2 separate regions of the Triticum aestivum genome follow, and region 1 is linked to region 2. Evidence: chromatin contacts called from public Hi-C data. All regions are on one chromosome and are shown on one strand. Each heading gives the region's core, a stretch centred on a gene start, on an enhancer-like site or on the middle of the called end of the contact. The rest is flanking DNA. Distances are from core to core; before and after follow the strand shown. Region 1 holds the start of LOC123182488. Region 2 holds the start of LOC123171830 (ethylene-responsive transcription factor 12-like).

Region 1 (3,930 bases), core at 202-2,701, 650 kb before region 2:
GTATGCATTAATGAACAATTTTTGAACTCACGAACATTTTTTAGTTTGTTAAAAAAAGAGAACATTCAAATTTGCGTCAATTTTTAACATTCATGAATAATTTTTTGAATTTACATACATTTTTTGAATTCCTGACCATTTTTCCCAAATTTGTCATTATTTTTTGAATCGCGAATAATTTTCAGATTCACGAGCATTTTCATGTTGCGCCATCATTTTTTCAATTTCATGAACATTTTTGTATTCAGAATCAGTTTATCAATTTTGCAGACCTTAGTTGAATTCACGAACATTTTTTGAGTTCATCAACATTTTTTCAAATTGTGAACATTTCTTAAAATTTGCGATTATTTTTTGAGAATTCACAATTTTTTTCAAATTCCTGAACATTTTTGAATTCATAAATCATTTTTCAAGGATGCGAACATTTTTTAAATTCATAGTTTTTTTTGAATTCACAAACATTTTATGGACTCGCAATATTTCTTGAAATTTGGGAACATTTTTAAACGTGGCAAACATTTTTTTTGAATTCACTGATATTTTTTGAATCCACTAGAATTACTTAAATTCATGAACATGTTTTGAGTTATTTTTACAAATATGAACATTTTTAAAATTCTCAAACATTTTTTAAATTTTCAAACATTTTGATAAGCCGTGAACATATATTTGAATTCACGAACATTTTTTTATTCGTGAACATATTACGAATTCTTTGAACTATATTAATGTTCATGGATTCAAAATATGCTCGAGGCACTAAAAATGGCAAAAGGACATGTTAATTGAATATCTAGTATCTATTGGTCACTCTTCGCCTTCTTTCCGATGAGTACATCTAATGTAGTTTGTTCCTCTTCTTGTTGGCAGGCCTCCACATCAATCTTGTTCATGTTGAACTTACGGATGCACCGAATGCTTTGTATGAAATAAGGGTTTAGGGTTTAGTCCTCCACATCAATCAAATTACTGCTAACTACAAAGAATATTTGCAGATGTGGACAAAATATCTCATCCTACTATGGACCAAACTTAGATGAGAACAAAGATGAAACTACCGAAACAAGATGTAAATCAGAAGAAAAAAAGATGATGGAATCATGGAAAGAGGAGAGAGTTAGCAACCGGTTTACCTACACCCTTGAAAAGAAACTAAAAGGTTGAATAACGCTCGTTCCCTACTCAATCAAAACCCGCACAGACAAGCAGAGGTAAAAATGTGAGATATAGGTGGTCTGGAATCTAGCATACGACATCACTATGCCCTAGAAATCAAGTATATAGGCGAAAAAAAAGCATGGAAAAACAGCAGGACCAACTGTGGGACACGTAAAAAGGGGAATACCAAAACCCGAAATGACCTGCGCGAACTGAATGCAAAAGGGCCGGAAATAAAGGTGGCCTAGTTAGGATTCGGCCCACAGAGGGGGAGACTATTCCGCGCGTTAGGATTCGCCCCCGCTGAAGGCCTCGTCTGGGAGTCTGGTCTGGACTCCGTCCGTAGGCGGCGAGGGCGTGCGAACTGGGAAGGCAACCGCCGCGCCGCCTCTCCGTCCTCGGCTGCCCTGCCGCCGCCGGCCTCTCCGTTCCCTTCTCTCCCCCGCAGGCGTCTCCCCGCCTCGTAGCCTCCCTGCCGCCGCCGCCACCGCCACCGCCACCGCCTACCGATTCCGTGCGTCCCCCAACACCGCCGCCCTACCCAGTCCGTGCTTCTCCGCCGCTGCCCCCCTCCTCTCCTCCCAGTCCTCTACCTCCGCGCCGCAGGCAACCGCGGCCTCTTCAAGGAGGGGCCAAAAGGTTCATCCTCGCCGTCACCGGGGAAGCACCTTCGTGGCGTCACCAGGTAAAGATTCAATGCTCCACGTCACTATTTGATTTATTTTGTTCTGCGCGAATGTTTGGCGTGTTGTCTATTTCTTGTTGATGAACCGTGTATACGGTTGTTGAAATATCTTAGAAATTCGGTCGTTGATGGCTTGGGAACTAAATCAAATACTAGTAAGATTTAATTGCTAAATTTGTATGACCCTTTAATCTTGCAAGAAAGGAATGCAATTATGTTGATGATGCCCGTTAGAACCTGGAAAATATGGCTGGTTACCAGAAGTTTACCTGTGTGTTTTGATTGTAAATTGTCTGGTATGTCCTGTGCACGGCAAAATGGACTGATAAGTTGTTACGGTGCCTTAGAAAGATAGTGCCAACAAGGATTTCCGTTTCCTTTTATTTTGTTATCTCTCTGTCAGTTAATATATTGTTCATTTCTTTTTTATATAACATGCTTTCCTTGCTGCTGCTGCTGCTGCTTTCTGAACCTGCAATATTTCCTAAAGTGACTTTGGCAGGTCAAAACAGCTTCTTGGAGGCCACAAAGGGGGGTTGGACATGATTGATGATGAGGCTAACTTTGACGACATCATTGATGCCCCTGCAGAAGTGGAAGCTGCTGCAAAGTTTCATCCTAATAAGCTGCGGGGCAAGCTTTGGAAGAAATCTGTGCCATCAAGATCTGTTGTACCCAATCGTACAGTGGAAACAAGTGATGAGAAGGCTCTAGCTTTAAGTCAAGATAATTTGTCTCAAGGACTTGTTACGAATCAAGGAATAGCATCTTCGGCCGTTCTTGGTAGTGAAACGATTGGTGGTGCGGAAGCTTGTGGGGGCACTATTTACACACCTTCTGATGATGTGCTGGCAGTTTCTTCTGTAGATAGGGTTTCACAAAATGACGATCCTCATGATGATCCATCTGAAGTAGCTACGCTCCAAGAAAACTTGGTTGTTTCAGAGACCCAAGCATCATCCACCCATCCAACTAGCAAGACAGTTGATGATTTAGCTGACTTTGGGGAACTATTTGACACACATTCTGAAGAGGAAAACGTTGCAAAGTCCAAGCTAAAAATTAAGGTGAAACTCAGCAAGGCAGCATCCAAGTCCCGAAAGACTGGCCAAAAGAAGGCAGCTTCAACTGTAGACGTGGTCTCACAAAATAAAGAGGATGGTAACGATGATGTCAGAGGATGCAACGATGAGCAGGCACAAGCTCCTAGACATGAAGAATATGTACAGACCTCAGATTCTCAGCCACCCTTGGGAACTGATGATGGTACAGTTGACAATTTCGTTAACCACATCCGCATCCTTGAAGAGCCTGGTCCAGAGGAAACGGCTGCAAAGTTACGCCCTAAATCACAAAGAAAACCTGGCAGGGCTTCATCCAAGGCTGTTGGGACTAGTGATGATTATGCAGCAGCTAATCTAAAGGTCAGGGTTGAAATCTGTTAGAAATTTAACTAAGTTCACAAATATGATATGCTGATGCTCTGCTTTTGATTGCTTTTAGGATATCAATGCTAGTGTTGATATAGACTCTCAAGATGGGCTGATAAATCCTCATACTGATGATACTCAACCTATCTTTGGAGAACCCTCAGGTGTGTGTTTGATTTACTTGTGGAACTTCTTTTCCATGCACATCTGGCATAACGCTCATTCTGACCATACCAGTATGTCATGAGTTGTTGGCTGCACTTATCACTTTATATTGCTTCGTCTAGCTTTCCTGCTTATTTACTCATAATGAGCAAACATATTTCTGGTACAGCTGAAGCTGCTGCTACATTTCTACTTGATCTTGGAAAGAAAAAGGGCAAAGGCAAATCAGTAACATTTATTCTACCAGATGATTATGAGGGGGTCGCTGCAACAGATACCAACCATAATGACATAGGATCTGATGAAAATTTGAACACCTTGCCTCAGCAAGCACCTCAAAAGGTAAGTCCTTGCTGAAGTCTACACTTGTGATTAGAATTTTCTTGGCACCTCAAAAGGTAAGTCCTTGTCTCATTGGTAATTTTTGCAGCATTGTCTTACTGAAGAACATTCAGACGATCAGGAATATACTGATAGGGAGAGCCAGTA
Region 2 (3,679 bases), core at 598-3,097:
GCGAGGCAGCGCCGGACGACCGATCGAGCCGGGGCCAGCGGCGAGGGAGGGTGTCAGCGTCGGACGGCCGGCCGGCAGCGGAGCCCCATACGGCATGGCCGAATTATTGTGGACGGGATCGCGCCGCGCGGCGCAGGCGTACGTGCACGGCCACGGCGGGCAGGGGAGCGTACCACGCGCGTACGTGTGGTGGGCGTCACCGGACAAGACCGGTCACGGCGTCCGCCCGTCCGTCCGTCTTTGGCAGCGCAGGGCCTTCAGAGTTAAGGCCATCCTGCCGTAACGCGGTTGCGTGTCCGCGACGATGATGCCAGGCCCTGGCAGCTTATTTGAGTCTCGTGATCGAGCTAGCGCGCGCGTGCGTGCGTGCCCACCGAACCATTCGGCAAACGCGGTTCATGGTTTCAACGTACTGGTAGTTTGGCAGCAGTGCGTTGGTTAACGACGCCACGTACACTGTCGAATCCATGGACTTTCGTTGGACGAATCCAGGATTGAACGAACGAACGAACGGGACAAGCCGTTGACAGGACTGTGCAGGGTCAAACAGTGCGCCTCGTAGTGGCATACTTGTAGCATCCGAGGTGACGCGGAATCAGATTTGATTATTCGCGGTGCGAGTGGTACGTAGAAGAGAGCCCCGCGGGAGAGGACTCATCGAATCAGCGATTCAAGGCCGCCGCGTCTTTCACCAACACAACAGGAGCGTGCGTGCCACCACCACCAGTGCGCCTACACGGACGGACGCAGGAGCTGCTCCGGCGAGCTAACACTACATCGAGGGTCGGTGTCAGCAGTGAAAATTTAACCCTCCGGAGAGTTTTGTATCGGCAGGGAAAGGGAAGCACCCCCCCTCCCCATCTGGTGCCTCCGGTGCAAGCGTACGTGCGTCAACAGTGCACTGAACGCGTAACGTGATGAATGTGCTCCTCTTCCCAACGCGTCGCCACGCTACTGCAGCAGCGGCAGCCTTCAGAAGGCAAGGCAGGCAGGCAGGCAGGCAGGCAGGAAGCATGGCCCTCGGCTCGGCTCGCGCGTTCCCGATGCGGTGCCTCCCCCGCTCCTGCTGCCGCGGCCGCTGCAGGTCGCCATGCCAGTTCCCGAAAACGACTCGCCAAAATGAATGCCCCACCCGGGCCTGCGCTGCGCTCGCACGAGAAACGAATCAGGAAGCGACGCCCGCCCACGCCAGCGCCCCGCGCGGCTCCAGCCCAAAACCTTTTACGGCCCGGCGCGGCGGGCCGGGCCCCGCCGCCGTCTGTGCGGCGCCGCACGCGCGGGGCCTCCGACCCCCACCCCGCAGCCGTGCTGCCCCCCGACCCACGACACCACGTGAACCACCGAACCGTGCCCCGGCACGTCGCCGTGCGTGCGTGGTGCGTCGCTCTCGCTCGCTCGGCCGGCCACCTGGTCTGGGTCTGGCCTGCCACACACGCATCCCGGGGCCACACGGGTCAAAAGGCCCCGCGGCACATACGTACCATCACCACCTGGCCGGCGAAGGGCTGCACCGGCCGTACAATGCGACGTAGTACGTGACACAACGTAACGTGCAGGCCAGGCTCAGGCCGCTTTGCCCGGCCGCGCACGGCAGCGCAGGGTCAGTGGGTAGCGTAGGCCGGCTACGGCCGCGCGCGCGGTACGGCGGGACGGGGAGGACGGGACGGGACGGGGTTGGACGCATGATGGATGGTGTAGGGCTTGCGTCACGGCGGCAGGAGGCTGGCAGTGCAGTGCAGGGCGGGGCGGCAGGGCCCCGCGCAGCGTCAAATCGTGCGGCGGCTGGGGCGGAGGCGCCGCACGAGGCCCGGTCAGCGACAGCCTCCCTCCCTCAAACCCCCGACGCCTACCCCTACTCTACCCGCGGTGCCCCAGAGGCCTACGCCGCTAGTGCCACTGTGCCTCCCCACTTCACGAGGCGCGCCATAGCCATGCCATAGCATAGAGTAGGCAGCGAGGGTCCGTCCGTCCCTGTGGGAGAAAGGAGAGCCAGTGAGAAGGACCACGCTCAAGCTCAAGCGTGCCCATCCCGGCCTCCTGCCCTGCCGCTCCGTATAAGAGAGCTACCACTCGCCAGCCAGGGTTCTTCAAAGAAACTCCACCGCACTCGCCAAGACGCCAACCATACTGTGAAGTGAGCGTAGGAGGGAGAGGCGTCATGCAAATGCTGCCGGAGACGAGGGGGCACCGGAGCAGCGGCGTCGGAGGCGGCGGCGCCGGGGCGGGAGGGAGGGCGGACGCGGCGGCGCAGGGGCACTACCGCGGGGTGCGGAAGCGGCCGTGGGGCCGGTACGCGGCGGAGATCCGGGACCCGTGGAAGAAGACGCGGGTGTGGCTCGGCACCTACGACACCGCCGTCGACGCCGCGCTCGCCTACGACCGCGCCGCCGTCGCGCTGCGCGGGCCCAAGGCCAGGACCAACTTCGCCGGCGGCCACCTCGCCCCGCACCAGCAGCAGCAGGCGTGCCTCCTGGCTCCCCGGCCGCCGGCGCGGCCCTTCGGCGGGCGCCTCGACGTCGCCCACCCGTCCCCCTGGCACTTCGTCTACTTCCCGTCCAGGCTGCAGGAGTTCCTCGCGCAGCCGCTGCCGGCGGGTGACGCGAGGGACGCCGCCCCGTCGCCGCCGTCCACGGTGCTGGAGCTCCGGACGGGGCCCAGCAGCTGCCCCCAGTTCGACCTCAACGAGCCGCCGTCGCTCATGTTTGGGTCGTGATCTCTTCCGCCGCGCAGGGGTGTAGAGCTCCAACTTCCAAGTGTAGGATCATGGTAGGTACTACGTACGTAGCGAGTAGAGGTAATTTAGCGGGGTGGTGGAGAAGACTCGTCCGTGTGCTGTGTACATAAACTGCTGCCCATTTTAGCAAAATTTCACCTTGTGTCGCCTTGGTTGGTGTTCGTTTTTGCTGATCTCTTGCAGTTCTGGCCTCCTTGGTGGTGTCTCTTTGCAAGACACTTTAACCCGAGACTGGTTTTCTTTGCCGCTTCTAAGCTGAGTTAGTGTTCGTGCGATATCCCATGGAATGGACATGGTTCCCTGAGTCGCATGTGGCCCAGGTGCTCGTCCGTGAGCCCAAGCGTACGTGCGGTGTGGTGCACGAATGCGTCAGTTTTGGCTCCACAGAGGTTGTTAACCGCAGCGTCATTGTGTTTATAAATTGTTCCTGTCGCAGTAAGCCCCAATGGAGCACGCGAAGTATAAATTTATAAGCGAAACGTCCAACTATTTCAAGTTAATGATCCTTGTGCTGAATTGTCTGTAATGATATGTGAGAAGTGATGTTGTGATTATTGTTATTTTATGTTTTGAGATTACTGTTATTATTGTTATTCGGTTGTCTAGCAGTTGTAGAAACTATGACCAGTACAATTCCAATTCAGTTTGTCTAATTCACATCTAGATGTTTTTTTAAGGATGTCACATCTAAGATCCCACAAATATATAATGCAACAACAAGAAACAAAAAAACTAGAAAAAAAATAGACCACAAAATAGAGTAGACATCAGCTTAGATGTGTCCTAGATAGACCCATTCCAATTACTCTTCAATTTCAATGCGCTATGTCAGAACTTACTCCAAAGAATAAAGCTTCCTAGTGCAGAAGGATACAAGTTAGTACTCCCTCCGTTCCAAAATACTTGACTTTCATTTGTTCAAAAATGGATATACCTATATATACT

Evidence for each region. A called contact is a pair of places that touch in the nucleus more often than the background predicts.
Region 1: a contact with region 2 is called in a Hi-C map of leaf, with 9 times the contacts expected there. The contact joins the promoter of LOC123182488 here to the promoter of LOC123171830 in region 2. A contact is called at or near these places in 2 of 5 Hi-C or Micro-C datasets (both in leaf).

The regions. Positions count from the first base shown.
Region 1 is chr1D:412,737,755-412,741,684 of IWGSC CS RefSeq v2.1, reverse strand. LOC123182488 reads left to right here and starts at 1,451. Exons shown (of 10, transcript XM_044595061.1): 1 at 1,451-1,846; 2 at 2,349-3,270; 3 at 3,350-3,440; 4 at 3,611-3,783; 5 at 3,872-3,930. The coding sequence starts at 2,389.
Region 2 is chr1D:412,086,538-412,090,216 of IWGSC CS RefSeq v2.1, reverse strand. LOC123171830 (ethylene-responsive transcription factor 12-like) reads left to right here and starts at 1,847. Exons shown (of 1, transcript XM_044589058.1): 1 at 1,847-2,895. The coding sequence starts at 2,159. The coding sequence ends at 2,713.